3 separate regions of the Mus musculus genome follow, and regions 1 and 3 are each linked to region 2. Evidence: chromatin contacts called from public Hi-C and HiChIP or PLAC-seq data. All regions are on one chromosome and are shown on one strand. The core of a region is the stretch at or near the end of the contact, and the rest is flanking DNA. Distances in the headings are between cores, read along the strand shown.

What was found. Hi-C and Micro-C count contacts between places; a contact is called where the count stands out from the background. HiChIP or PLAC-seq counts read pairs in DNA pulled down with a chosen protein or histone mark.
Region 1: an H3K4me3 HiChIP or PLAC-seq map of embryonic stem cells shows a contact between it and region 2, with 21 read pairs. The contact joins the promoter of Cnih3 here to the enhancer-like site in region 2. A contact is called at or near these places in 3 of 39 promoter capture datasets (the 3T3-L1 cell line, cranial neural crest and embryonic stem cells), 2 of 484 Hi-C or Micro-C datasets (embryonic stem cells and muscle stem cells), 6 of 115 datasets of contacts at active chromatin or transcription factors (acute myeloid leukemia, embryonic stem cells, forebrain and 1 more) and 2 of 9 other capture datasets (adipose tissue and embryonic stem cells).
Region 3: a Hi-C map of double positive thymocytes shows a contact between it and region 2, with 1.8 times the contacts expected there. The contact joins two enhancer-like sites. A contact is called at or near these places in 6 of 484 Hi-C or Micro-C datasets (the G1E-ER4 cell line, double positive thymocytes, erythroblasts and 3 more), 2 of 115 datasets of contacts at active chromatin or transcription factors (the SCID.adh cell line and embryonic stem cells) and 1 of 9 other capture datasets (embryonic stem cells).

The regions. Positions count from the first base shown.
Region 1 is chr1:181,350,595-181,355,109 of GRCm38.p6, forward strand. Cnih3 (cornichon family AMPA receptor auxiliary protein 3) reads left to right here and starts at 2,034. Exons shown (of 6, transcript NM_001160211.1): 1 at 2,034-2,912. The coding sequence starts at 2,832.
Region 2 is chr1:181,253,836-181,258,238 of GRCm38.p6, forward strand. No RefSeq gene overlaps it. Among named protein-coding and RNA genes, the nearest start is that of Gm39718, 31 kb to the right of the region's middle. Within about 2 kb of position 3,011, at least 318 of the 459 cell types and tissues checked have an H3K27ac peak or open chromatin away from gene starts, as enhancers often do. A contact at or near this core is called in the G1E-ER4 cell line, the SCID.adh cell line, acute myeloid leukemia and 6 more, where this site is marked.
Region 3 is chr1:181,331,204-181,335,515 of GRCm38.p6, forward strand. No RefSeq gene overlaps it. Among named protein-coding and RNA genes, the nearest start is that of Cnih3, 19 kb to the right of the region's middle. Within about 2 kb of position 1,563, at least 41 of the 459 cell types and tissues checked have an H3K27ac peak or open chromatin away from gene starts, as enhancers often do. A contact at or near this core is called in the G1E-ER4 cell line, the SCID.adh cell line and double positive thymocytes, where this site is marked.

The sequences.
Region 1 (4,515 bases), core at 784-3,283, 96 kb after region 2:
AATATGTATTTTCTAGGAAATTCTCACATACAGCATCTTAATAATTTATTTAAAATGAGACATCTAAACCCCTTTGATCTTGTGGAGGTGAGAGTAACACCTTAGACAATATATTAAACTTTATCACTCATACTTCAGAAAAATGGTGTCAGTGGGAAACATGCCATGGGAATCCCTTCTACAGACTATGCTCATGTCTGCTACAAAGAAAGTCTGGCATTCCAGCCAAGATCTCAGAAACATCTCGGAATGCTTTTTCATTAGTGTCTATTCAGTGTTTAAAGTAAAGAGTTTCCAGACTTAGAAAGACAAACATTGCATGTTCTCTCTCATAGTGGGACCTAGCACCAAATCTTGAGATTTGTGTACTTGGAGAGTCTGTAGAATTTAGGGGTGTCTCAGAGACCAGCAAAGAACAAGGGATATTGTCATTTGCTCCAGGTTGCCCACCAGAACTTGATGATAAGGTTCTATTGCAGAAGACAGGAGATGGAGAAATCAAGCTAGCATTGATTAGGGAGTTTCCTCTCTGCTTTCTACCTTTCATAGTACCACAAGGAGCTATGCAGGCTTCTGAGTGTATGTGTGGCTCATCAACAGTCTTAACCAGCTGTGAACCCAATGAATCTGAGTAATGACAATGTGGCAAGATATGCCATGGGCACAACAGTGGCATGAATGTTAAAGGGGCAATCAGCTGCTTCCCGACTGGGTTTAAGGTCTTTGAGGAGGAAACTCATGCCTGCTACTATATATCTGGCCCAGAATCCATGGTTGGGGAATTGTTCATGTCCAGAGGACACTCTCTACAATTTTGCTAAATGGAACTAGTATCAAACTGTCCTCTAACTTTGTATCTCTATACCTATAGGTTGGTGCAGCTCTTAGATCTCATGAGGGAAGTTGTTTTGTGCCGTGGAGGGCAGTTAAGGTAAATACATGACCTGTCAAAGTGCAGTGGAGTGCTCAGCCAGCCACAAATGGACAATCATATCACACTCCTTCTCCCTAAGTTTCAGGGACCATCATGGAGAGGTGGCAGAAAAGGGGCCAAAGCCTGTAAGATCCAGAGGTTGGGGAGGATGGGAGCGAAGCATTCTTTTCTGTACATAATCCGATGTTCTGAGGTGCACCTCAGATTCCCGGGGGACTTGCTTGCTACTCGTCTCTCAGGACATTTCTTCTTGCTTCCTGTGCTGACTCATCTGAAATCCAAGTTCTATCTGCAGGGTTGGATTTTTTTTTTTTTTATTGAGCAATTATGATACAATTTTTTAAGATGCTTAACCTCTGTGACAGAGGTCCCTACATTTACGGATTGACTGGGTACCAATTGCTCCCTGCTAGGTCCTGTTGGGTTTGAAGACACTCAATTGCTATTCAGGTTTTATTTAAGGAGGCTAAGAAAGTTGGAGGTAGGAGCGAGTCTGCTTTCAACAGTAAGCTCTTAGTAATGTAAGCTCTTAGTAATGCCACAGAGCAACACAGAAACACTTTCTGCACCCTTGCCTTATCCCCTCCTCCCCCACCTCCCACTCCCCACTGACCAGGTTCCAATAATCCCAAGGTCAGATGGAGCAGGATAGTGGAGGATGCGAGGGATGGGCGCTGATTCAGAATCCTATGGGGGGCACAGGGTAGAGCAGTAAAGGCACCCTAGATCAGAAGTAGATTACAGTTTGGGAAATCTGCCTAAGCAGGACCCAACCAACAGGAGCCCTCCACTCCCTCGATCCCTCACTTCCCTGCTCTGGTGTGCTCCAAAGGGCTGGAAGCCTAGGGGCGGCCGACGCGTTGTCGCCATAGCCTTCCGCCTTCCCACTCTCTCCGGGCGCACGTGCTCAAAGAGTCCCTGCCCCTCCCGCCTCCGCGCGCGCGGGGCCGCAAGTTTCCTACGAGAGGCGGGCGAGCACCGCATCTTCTCTCCGCCGCCTCCCTGGCCCCCGCCGCTGCCGCTGCAGTCTCCGCCCGCGGGGAGGGCGCGCTCTGGAGCCGGCGAGGGTGGGGCGCCGCGAGGGAGGGGTCCCAGCGCCGCATTCCTCGCGGCGCCCGCGGCAGCAGCAGAAGCAGCAGCAGCAGCAGGTGGAGCCCCATTCAGCTGCGAGCCGCTCTTGGCCGGAAACCCGCGCCGCAGCCGCCTGGCCGGGAGCTGGCCCTCCAGGCTGGAGCCCACGCCGCCCCGGCCCGACCCAGTTTCCCAGGCACCGGGTTACCGAAGCCGGCGGCCGGGGGACGCGGTTGGGTCCGGGGCCGGATGCATCTCAGTGCGCATAGCTGCGCTGGGAGACCCCAGCCCGGGGCGCAGGGCTAACGGGACCTGGCCCACCTCAAGACTTGTGCTCTGGGGACAGAGCGGCTTTGGGATTCGGAGTCCAGGCACCTGGCCGGAGGCTGTTGAAGTCTGGGTGTCGTGCTCACCCCACCTCTTTGCTTGGGCACCAACAGAGAGAGCTCTTTCCAGAGGACCGGACCTCCTCGCCTGGTCCAGAGTGGAGTCCTCGCACCCGGTGCCTGTTAGTTTCGAGAACCTTTCTAGTTGACACTGGTCTGCAGGTGTTCTCTGCTGGTTAGGTTTCTTCTTCGGCTAGGGGGACTGTTGCTACCAGAGGCATTCTGTGCCTGTGGGCGCTCCAAGTCCCGGGTCTCCAGTCCTGCCAGAATCGTCCGGGCTTCGCTGACCCTCAACTCTGTCTCTGCTTGTCGTGGGTGCTTCTAGTCGTTTGGGTTTTTACCCGGAGTGTGTAGACTAGACATCTTTCTGACTGCTAATTGGGAAGGCACTGGTCTCCAGGGAGCGGCTTTGTGTGTGGTGGGATCCGGGGTCCTCAGCCATGGCCTTCACTTTCGCTGCTTTCTGCTACATGCTGTCCCTGGTGCTCTGCGCTGCGCTCATCTTTTTCGCTATCTGGCACGTGAGTAACCTGCAGAGGCTTCTAACTCTCCTGTACCCCAAAGTCCTCCCTCCCCCCACGCCCACCTCATTTCCTCATTTCACCGGCCTTTTAGACATAGCAGGCGTGGGCGGACCGCGAGGTCAGGCAGAAGTACTTTCTGGGCAGACCTTGTCCATCTCCCCTGTCCCGGGGCAGGAGACACAGTTCTTGGCATCCTGAGACCAGGCGGTACCGCGCCGGGCGCCTACCTGCCTTGGCTGGAGCCAGTGACTGGTGGAGCCTCCCTGCGGGGCACATTCCTGGGCGTGGCAAGGTGTCCCAGCCAGGCCAGGAGTAGTGGCTCAAAACCCCATCTGCTGGGCTTCCGCACCCCACTCCCTTCTCTCCTGCCTGCAGGAGAGAAGAAGCCCTGCCAGTGTCCCAGGCAATTAGTCAAGTAACTATAACAACTAAACATTTAAAATGTCAGCATCTGTGGTGGGTTGCGTTTAGACATAATTGGAGACGAAGTGGAAACACAACCAGAGCGCCTTGTAAGAAAGAGGAAGCAGGGAGAGGCCAGGCAGGAAGGGAGGGAAATCAAGAGAGATGGGAGTGAAGAGAGAAGAGGGACGGAGGAAGACCGGGATAAATAAGGCTCTAGGTGCTGTAGATCTGACCAGGTCCCATCATCCCCAGGGCACGAGCTTCCACTCGCCATGGAGTGCAGACGGGTCCTAGATCGTCAGGTGTGGTGTGTGGAGCTGTGTGGATCGGAGGACTCCTAAAGGGGAGTAAGGAGGAGGACACAGGAGGATCTGATCTCCTGGGGACTGTGTCACATTTCACAAACCCTTGACCCACTAGCTTCCTTCCGAGGCTGCTTATGGGCCCTCTTCTCACTCTGCAAAGGCCGATCAGAAGGGCCAAGGTTCCAGTGATTGACAGGCACCACTAACAACTCAGTCTTGCCCTTCCAGCAGGGTTGGAGGTGATGGAGGGACCCTGAGATGAGCTCCTGGAGGCCTGGCTCTGGGGAGCCTTGGAGAGATTGTGTACAACAGGAGATGACCTAGAAGGAAGAAGACTGAGGCGCAGTTGAGATGCTGATGTTTTGTCTGAGTGGTCTGTAGTGTGAGAGGGTTTATCTTAACATAGTTCCCTGAGTCTCCTGCTCTAAGGGGCCAAGTGACAAGGAGCAGAGGGAACGCGCCTGGGGAGGAGGAAGGGACTTCTAACCACCGGTCCTGAAAAGACCCTGTAGATCACATCTAAGCTTCCGCTTCTTCCTAAGCTTGCATAATCACATATCATTTAGTTTAGGGATATAGAAATAAGAGGGGGGGGGTGTCCGATGTAGGAATTTGAGGGCTAATAGAAAAAGTCAGTTAGATGTGATGGGATTTTGTCCTCTCTGCCCTGGAATAATGGATCTGTTCTACTGCACACAGTTGGACTTTGAGGATGTTGGCAATTATAAAGAAAAGAAAAGGAGAGGAGAGGAGAGGAGAGGAGAGGAGAGGAGAGGAGAGGAGAGGAGAGGAGAGGAGAGGAGAGGAGAGGAGAGGAGAGGAGAGGAGGGGAGGGGAGGGGAGGGGAGAGGAGAGGAAAGGAGAGGAAAGGAGAGGAAAGAGAGAGATTG
Region 2 (4,403 bases), core at 1,761-4,260:
AGATAGATACAGTTGTTAAAAAATCAAATCAAATCCAGGAGCAGAGGGGAAAGTAACTGCTGTCTAATAATCTCAGAGTGGTAGGTGCTGAGAACATACTGCCCTCAGTTTCAATATAGTGTGTTTAATTGTAAATTATCAGGTTCAATATTTAATAATGACTATGTCTAATAAACAGCTTATAAAATCGGTTCTTGCAAGCCAAAACTCACCAGTTTTGCACACCACTCTCAGAGGCTGCTCTGAAGCCCTGTTAGTTTAACTCTCTGTTTGCCTATCTATCTGTGTGTGAGAGAGCCAGAGCCAGAGAAAGTATGGGTCTCTCTCTCACACACATACCCAGGAATGGAGGTCAGAGTTCATTTGAAGTGTTATGGTGTAGGAAACCAGGCGCTAACACGGACAGTGCAAGGCAAAGTTTTATTTTTACAGCTCGGCCAGGCTTATATTCTCCTTTGGCAGAAAATGAAGGACCAGCTTTCTGTTTCTTACTTCCCAAAGCACTTTCTTTGTACTTTCTTGCTGTAATGGTGCTTGTTCATTCCGGGTTTTCTTTTCTGACGGTGCCGGGGATGAACCCAGAGCGTCCATTCTCCCACTGAACCACAGACATTCGGCCGCTTCTGTTTCCCTTGATGTCTAGTTGATAGCATTCTTGATTGTTCTTTGAACAGAACAAAGAGTCCCTCTTGAGGCAGGGGGATTCATACTTGGTCATTGCAGGGGCCCAGGAATGATGTCAAAATGACTGCAGCCATTATCGACAGCTGCTGTGTGAAAAGCACTTTGGGAAGAACTCTGCCTTGGGGCTGGGCAGAGTGGTGCATCATTGACCCCAGCACTCGGCAGGCAGAGGTGGGTGGATTTCTGAGTTTGAGGTCAGCCTGGTCTCTGAAGTGAGTTCTAGAACAGCTAGGGCTACACAGAGAAACCGTGTCTCAGAAAAAGAAAGAAAGAAAAAGGAAGGAAGGGAAGGAGGGAGGGAAGAAAGGAGAAGTTTCTCACTAGCTAAGAATTAGGAGTCCCAGTGCAGTTAATAAAACTGCTGGTGAGGTGAGATGAACCCCAGAGAGATAACTTTTTTTTTTTTTTTGGTTTTTTGAGACAGGGTTTCTCTGTATAGCCCTGACTGTCCTGGAACTCACTTTGTAGACCAGGCTGGCCTTGAACTCAGAAATCCGCCTGCCTCTGCCTCCCTAGTGCTGGGATTAAAGGAGTGCCACCACGCCCACGTAGAGACATTGGAGCAGCGACAACCACCATGCTTTAGACAGAAGCAGGTTCGGCCTTTCTCCCTCTCACAACTGTGTAAACCTGCAGTTTTCGAGGGATCTCACCAGAAGCACCATTTATAGTAAGGGACAGGCCTTAACCCCTTGCACACCCCCCTTGGCTCATGCATGGTTTTATCTTCTTTCTCAGCTAGCAATCCTATCCAGGTGCTTTTGAAGCCACACCTTAACCTCGATTATCAAAAAAAAAAAAAAAAAAAAAAAAAAAAAAGGGGGGGGGGTCTTCTTATTGATGCTGTGAGATGTAGCTTGAGAGCTACCAACATTATATGTGTGGTTGTCACTAAGACACGGCAGGGACACTCCCCCTTGAGAGGCCCACACACCTGTGGATCTGTGTGCATTATCTGACCCGAGCCCCTCTTTTTCTTCAAGCTGGCATGCCTTCTTAATAAACCCCAACTGTGTGTCTTATTGGCTCGCCCTAAAATCTCTCTCTGCAGTGAAATCCACTCCCACTTCACTTGAGAGGCAGCTGAGGAGTTCGAGCTGCTTCAGGCAGCAGCGTGGAGGTGTGTCTCGGGCCAGCTGTCAGGGGCGCTCAGTAGCACCTGTGATGCGCTGGGCTCCATCTGTAATAGAGATGGGGGTGAGGAAGCTGTGTTCACTCCCCTTTCATATGGGCAGCAGGCTGCACTCTGGCATCGATGATAAATCGACAGGTGACTAACATGGATCTTAGCATGATTAAGTGACTTGCCCAAGGTCACATCATTAGCAGACAGTCACTTAGAAGCTTGAACGTAGCTCTACTGTAGCAAGTAATGCTTTAATGCAGAAGTCTTTCTTAGCTGGATGCTTTCTAGGACAGTCCTGCTACAGGAGGTTCCTTAGACAAAGGATTGGAAGGAGGTCGGGTAGGAGCATGGGCAAGTGTGAGTCTTCCTGGGGACAGGCAGGGTGAGCTGAGGTGTGCAGAGTTCTCTCTCGTTCTGGATGGTTGCCATCGAGGTTGTGAGCAAGGGACTTACTTCCCCGGGGGTGACCCGTTGTGAGCAGATTCCAAGCTAACTGCTAAGATGAGCCCAGACACAGGCTCTTGTCTTCCCCAGGACCTCAGAAGTTGGAGTCAAGCAATCATATTTGCTGGAAGAAATGGAAATTAGGGTCTTCCTCAAACTCTGCTGGAATACGCGGGTGGCATGAGATAGCAGCCGCAGTTGCTTGTGGGAACGAAGCTGGTCAGGAAGGGGTTTCTGATGGACACGGATAGGAGGCAATAGCGCCACCCTCCTTGTAAAAAGTCTTGATCGCCCAGCAGGCGCATGAGAGTTGTGAGCCTCAGCTAACTTCAGAAGCCTTCTAGCTCAGAGTAGAGACAAGCCATCCAGCTGGCCTAGGCTGCCAGCCTGCCAAAGAGGAGGTGGGGGGAGGGGACAGGGGTGAGACCCCGTGCTGTCCACCCAGAAGACAGCTGGCGGGCGGGCGGCAGGTGGGTGGAGGTTAGCGGGCCACCCCTCCCCCTGCCCTGCGGAAGCAGCCGAAGAAACTGTACCCTTTTATTGTCTTTGCCACTGGGTGTTTTCTGGAGTAATTTAAACACTGCCAAACACAAGCCTTCCATCCTTTCTCTAGCCATTGAAAGGAAGCGGCAGACTTAAAAATCATCTGAGTGGCGAGGACTGGGCCAGGAAGACGGGAAGGGTGGAGGGAAGGGTGAGACGGAGGTGAAAGTATGTGGTTTGGCGGGTGGGACCAGGCTCGGGTGATGGGCCGAGACCTGCGGCAAGCAAGGGAGGAGTGCCCAGGCTTTGCTGGGCGGCGACCTCAGCGGGCAGGAGGCTCTGGGGAGGGCGCGGGGCGGGGACAGGCGACCTGCCAGGGCCAGTCACCCCCCTCCCCCCCCTCTGTGGGAGGAGGGCAGGAAAGAGGGCGGCCTTTATTCTGTATTAAAATCCTCCTCTCTACCTAGGACACGGTGTACTAACCTTGCACGGTATTTGATCCTATGCAATCAGTCTGCACTTGCCAGGCAGAGTCTTGGGGCCTCATGCATCTGCCGCACAGTCAGGGCGTAGACCATTGAGCCTCCCCTTCCCCCTTGCTGGCTTTGGTCTTCCTCTTCTCTGCTTTCCCTTCCGTCTGACACCATCCCACCCTTCCATTTCCTTCCTCGGGTTTGGGCTCTAGAGGAGCAGAACCCGCCTCCCTTAATTCCAGGTTCTGGGTGAGGAGGTATCACCAGCCCTAGCCAGTACCATCCGGAGGGTTTCGAGCCTCGGGGCTCTACACGGGGTGGGTCTTCCCTAATCTGGTCTTCGCACAACCTGATTATTGTACAAGCGCTGTGTTTGGTAATCTGGAATATTTCTCCCCAAGGCTGTACGGGTGTGTACGGCAGCTGTGGAACTTAGATAGACAGACCCGGGCTTCGGGTGTGTCTACCCGCGGCCCTCCTGCAAATCCTCTGTGCTACTCACGTCTGGAAACCTGGTTTAACCATGAGCAGAGTGAACCTGCTAGAGTCCATACTCACTCGAGCCTCTCCACCTGCAAAGCGCTAACAGTAACTTGCTTGCTTCTTAGGTTGTTTGGGGACTGCGGTTTAAGCGAGTCCTTCCCGAATTAGATCTGGGCTCCAACCCCAATGTTGCCACATGACAACTGACCTTGGCCTCTGTTTTCCAGTACGGGAGGGACAGTAACAGAACCACCCTCACTGGGCCCGCGGTGAACTCAGCTCAGTGCAGGATTTTTAAGTTGCCTAACACAGGTTGCCTGTCATAGTGAAACAGGACATTTTTTTTTGTGCAAGTAATTTGTAAACTGTGGTGTGTTCTTTAGAAATGTAGGCGGTTACTCGAATGCCAACAGGGTGAAATTCTGGGTTCCTGCCCCACTTTCTAAGGGAAATTGATCCCCAACCTCGCCCTGGGCACCCTGGAAGTTCCCTTCCTCAGCACTTCTGGGACCTCTGGGTGGGAGAGGCTGGTCCTGTGCTCCCTGCTCTATTATCCACCCCTCCCCCTTCACTTCACATTCTTTTCTGGAACTCTCAGCAGCTCTGGTAGGCTTCAATCCTGGAATCCTGTCCCCAACCTCTCTCAAAACAGATCTCGGACCACCAAGTCCATCCTGCTTTTCCTAGAGAGCCCAACTCAATCCTTCCTA
Region 3 (4,312 bases), core at 313-2,812, 76 kb after region 2:
ATTTTATAGGTAGCCACAGGAGGTTAGTCCTTAAAGTCTATTAGTGTATTGACAAGGTTTATGGTGAGCATTTTCTTATCATGTGTGGACGGATATGGTTGGGCTTTTCTTCCATAGGGTTTGTCTATGGCAAGCATATTGTATAAAGATGGAGAATAACAGCAACAACAACACACACATACACATATACACACATATACATATATACACAGACACACATACACATGCATACACACACATGCACACACATATACACAAACACACACATTCATATATACATACACACATACAGATACATGCACATACACTCACATACACACATACACACGCATACACACACATACATACACAAACACATATACATACACACTTTTCCCTCCTTAATATAGCTACCAACTTGTTTTTAAGGCATCTCTAGTTTGCCTTCTCTTGATGTCACATGGCTGTGTGACCTCAGCTGATGTGTTTCTGGGGTTCACAAGTGTTCAAGGTGATAGAGCTTAAGAACACACATGACATATCTCATGACATATCTCAATGACCTGGAGCATTGATGGACTCTATAAGCAGATTATAGAACATTAAAACATATTTCTTTAAAGCTTACATTCCAAAGAAATTACTCAAATCACATGAGTCCATCTAAGCATTCTTTATATCCTGATATATTTATCTTGATATGTATCATATATCAAACCACTGATATCGATGGTTGCTGGGATAAAACAAGGTGAACAGAAGCAACTTATGGAACAAAGAGTTTATTTTGGCTCATGCCTCCTGATAAGAGTCCATTGTGATGAGGAAGCTTGGTATGGATGCAAGATTACCAACCATCGGGTGTGGCCTCAGGAGGCTGAGAGCTCACATCCTCAACGGTAAGCATGAGGTAGAGAGAGTGGACTGGAAGTGTCTGATGCTTTTCATCTCAGAGGCTGCTCCCACTGACAGTACTTCCTCCAGAAGGGCTGTGCCACCTGAACACTCCCAAACAGCACCACAGCTGGGGACATTTCTCATTCAAATCACCATCCCATCCCAGATGGTAACTCAGAGGCTGGGAAACATTTCTAGCAGTGAACAGTCACAACTGGTCAGAGAAGGCTTTCTGGAGGCAGGGTATGAAGCAGGATTTGAATTTTAGAAAATTTTGAGCATATGTCAGAGAGGAATACGTGTTTGAAGAGGTTCCAGGGGAGGGGATGCATCAAGCCAGGCTGGCGGGTGACCAGGAGAGTCCACTGGAGGACTAGAGAGGGTCAACCATATAGTCAGCCAGGAATGTGATACTTTGACAGAGGATGAGCTTAGAGACCGGGTTGTTTGGTTCAGTGATTCCTAACCAGAGCATTTTAAAGCTACCCTGGCTGGGACTCGACCCCAGAGATTCTTGTTCAAGAGGGCTGGTGTGGAGTTGAAGGGATCTATTCTTGGGAAAAGCTCTTCAGCTAATTCCATGGCATTCAGTGGCAAACCCCCGTGAAATGGGGGTGGATTGCAATAGCTCACTTTCAAAGGAAGGAAGCTGGGATAAGAAGGGTTAAAGCAAGAGAGAGACTGTGTGAAGCAAGAACAAACAGGAAGTGAGTCAATGGGGGACCACGCTCTACTCCAGTGTGTCCCTCAGATTAGCACAGGCTGGTTGGTGTCCAACTTGTTCACAGCTGTGTCTGCCTCACTTATAACTCCACCCCAGGAAGTAATTACACTCACTACATGGTTCTTTGAGAAATTCATAATAGTTTTTTAAAAAGAGACATTTTCAGCACATCATTATTGCTGGTGTTACTTTTATTTGTAATGCTATAAAAGCAATTATAATTTCTCCTCTGTATTTCTATTCAGTTATTCCCTTTAAGAGTTATAACATACAGAGAAAAGACATTAGGAAAAAAATCTTCAAGTTTCTGTTGGATGGAGATAGACAATGCCCATAAACAACACAGCTCTAACTTGTCCTTGAATATCTTTAGAGTAATGGGAGACTCAGAGATATTATTATGCTCGATCATATTTAAGCCAGCTAGGTACTTCTTAAGTGCATTTAAATCTTGTTTAGAAACTAGAAAAAAAAAATAACTGGTTCCACCACAGATCCTTTCTGTCAGAGCACAATGTTTCATTAAAAGGCAGAGAAAAGAGCTGATGTAAAATCTTCCCTTTTTGGGATGCTGATTCTTTTTGTCATAGAACAAAGACTGACTGCTAGAAATATTTACATATGCAGCCCTCAGGATCGAAAAACTTGAATTTGATCAACAGACACATCTACCACTTGCTATATTTTAATTTCACCCCCCATGACTCAGCATTTCTAACTTGTCTTTGAGAAATTGAAAACAAAGTTTTCTTCTTTGTGAAGTGCTTTGTTTCTTTGGAATTAGTCCTAGTGTGTGGCATGTTTTCGCTGCCTTTCTATTGCTGGGAAGAGGCACCACGACCAAGACAAGTTTTAAAACAAAGTGTTCAATTGGACTCTTTGCTTACAGATTCAGAGTGTTAGAGTCTGTGATCATCATGGCACGGTGTGTGGCAGCAGGCTGGCAGGCATGGTGCTAGAGAAGTATCTGAGAGATTACAGCTGGTCCACAAGGTGGTGTGTGTGGGTGTGTGTGTGTATGTGCACGAGCATGTCTGTGTTACTGAGAGTGGCTTGAGCTTTTGAAGCCTCAAAGTCCACCCCCAGTGACACACTTCCTCTAACAAGGCCACACCTACTCTACTAATTCTTCCCAAACAGTTCCACCCACAGCTGGGGACCAAGCATTTGAATATATGAGCCTTTGGGAACTATTTTTATTCAAACCACCACATGACATAATTATAAGTGACTGTGTGGTATACCCCCCATACCCCCCCCACACTCCCCAGTGTAAGACCATGGACGTCTCAGAAATGCCATGTATCCTGGCTCTGCATCAGTCTTATGAAGGACTGCTCAAGGAATGTTGCAGAGAACCTTGCCTTTGGGCTATAAGATTCGCAGCAATTACGATGTCCAACCAAGATTTGTCTTTTGAATATGCTCCGTTTATTCACACAAACATTTCTTCTAATAGCATGATAATATACAAGTTAAGTAGCTGTCTTGGCGGTGGGAGCAGTTATTTGGGCAGAAATGCCACTGCAAGGTTTCACTGGGGAATCTTCTTGGTGAGCATGATTTGGAAGTTTCAGGCTTGATTCATGCCCATCGTGAAGTCTTGTAGCTATGACAGGCTGGGAGGATGGTACTGGTGGAGGTCTCAGGAGGTTTTTGAGATCTAGGCCAACAGCTAGGCTGGTGCTGACAGGTGGGCCTGTGTGGGCTCAGTGGCAGTGCCACTGTTCAGTTTAGTTCAGTGGGCACTGAAGCTAGGGCCAAACACAAAGTCTCAGGTTCTCTTGCTGATGAGCATCAACAAAGTGGTCAGAGAAGCTGAGTCTTGGGAGCACGGTAGTGCCATCCCAGAGACAATCCCCAAACGTCCAGTTTTTGTATCACTTCACTCTGGAGGTAACTTTGCCCTATCAGGCTTCACAGCTTGGTCCTGGTTCACCAGCAGATCAAACACCACCTTGGGCTTAGCTCATTAGCATATCAAGGCCTGTGTGTGTGTGTGTGTGTGTGTGTGTGTGTGTGTGTGTGTGTGTGTGTGAGTGAAGTGGGGGTGGGTAAGCTCCTATCTAAGCTGCCAGGTGGCCTGCCAGGGGCTTGCTTCTGAGGTCTAGCTCTTATCAGAGCCACCTGGTGGCAAGCTCAGGCATCATATGATTTCAAGTCACGTAAAACGGCTTTTGAGTCTTACGAATTGGTTTTTAAGTTATGTTCCCAACAAGCGTGTTTAGGAACAGGAGTGTTACCAATCGGGCAGCTGGTGTCCTTATTCTCTACTGGGCTAAGAATTGTCAGCAGACAAGGAGAGGCTCTGCGAGGGCTACCTTTGGGAGGTTTTGCATTCTTTGGCTTTTATCTGCAGAGTACAGTGGCAGCTGGCAGGCAAGAGCAGTAGGTGGTGTTCTCTAGTGTTACAGCTCTCAGGCTGGCCCAGGGTCATGGGGCCCTGGGCTCTCTAGGTGTCAACTGCGTAGAGTTGACAATCCAAGGCTGGTGTTCTACCTTCCTGAGCTCCTGTGCGAAGGATATCCAGGGTCTTCAGTCCTAGAGACTGACAGTTCTTTAGGATTCTCCTGGTGAACAAGGTGTGTAGTTTCTCTTCTCCTGCCTCCTTCTGCATCTGCAGTCCTTGTTTCTGCACTGGCTCTCTCTTTCAAACTGTCTGCTTGTCTCCTGTCACTATGGCCGATCTCATGGGTGCTGCGTTTGGGAAGC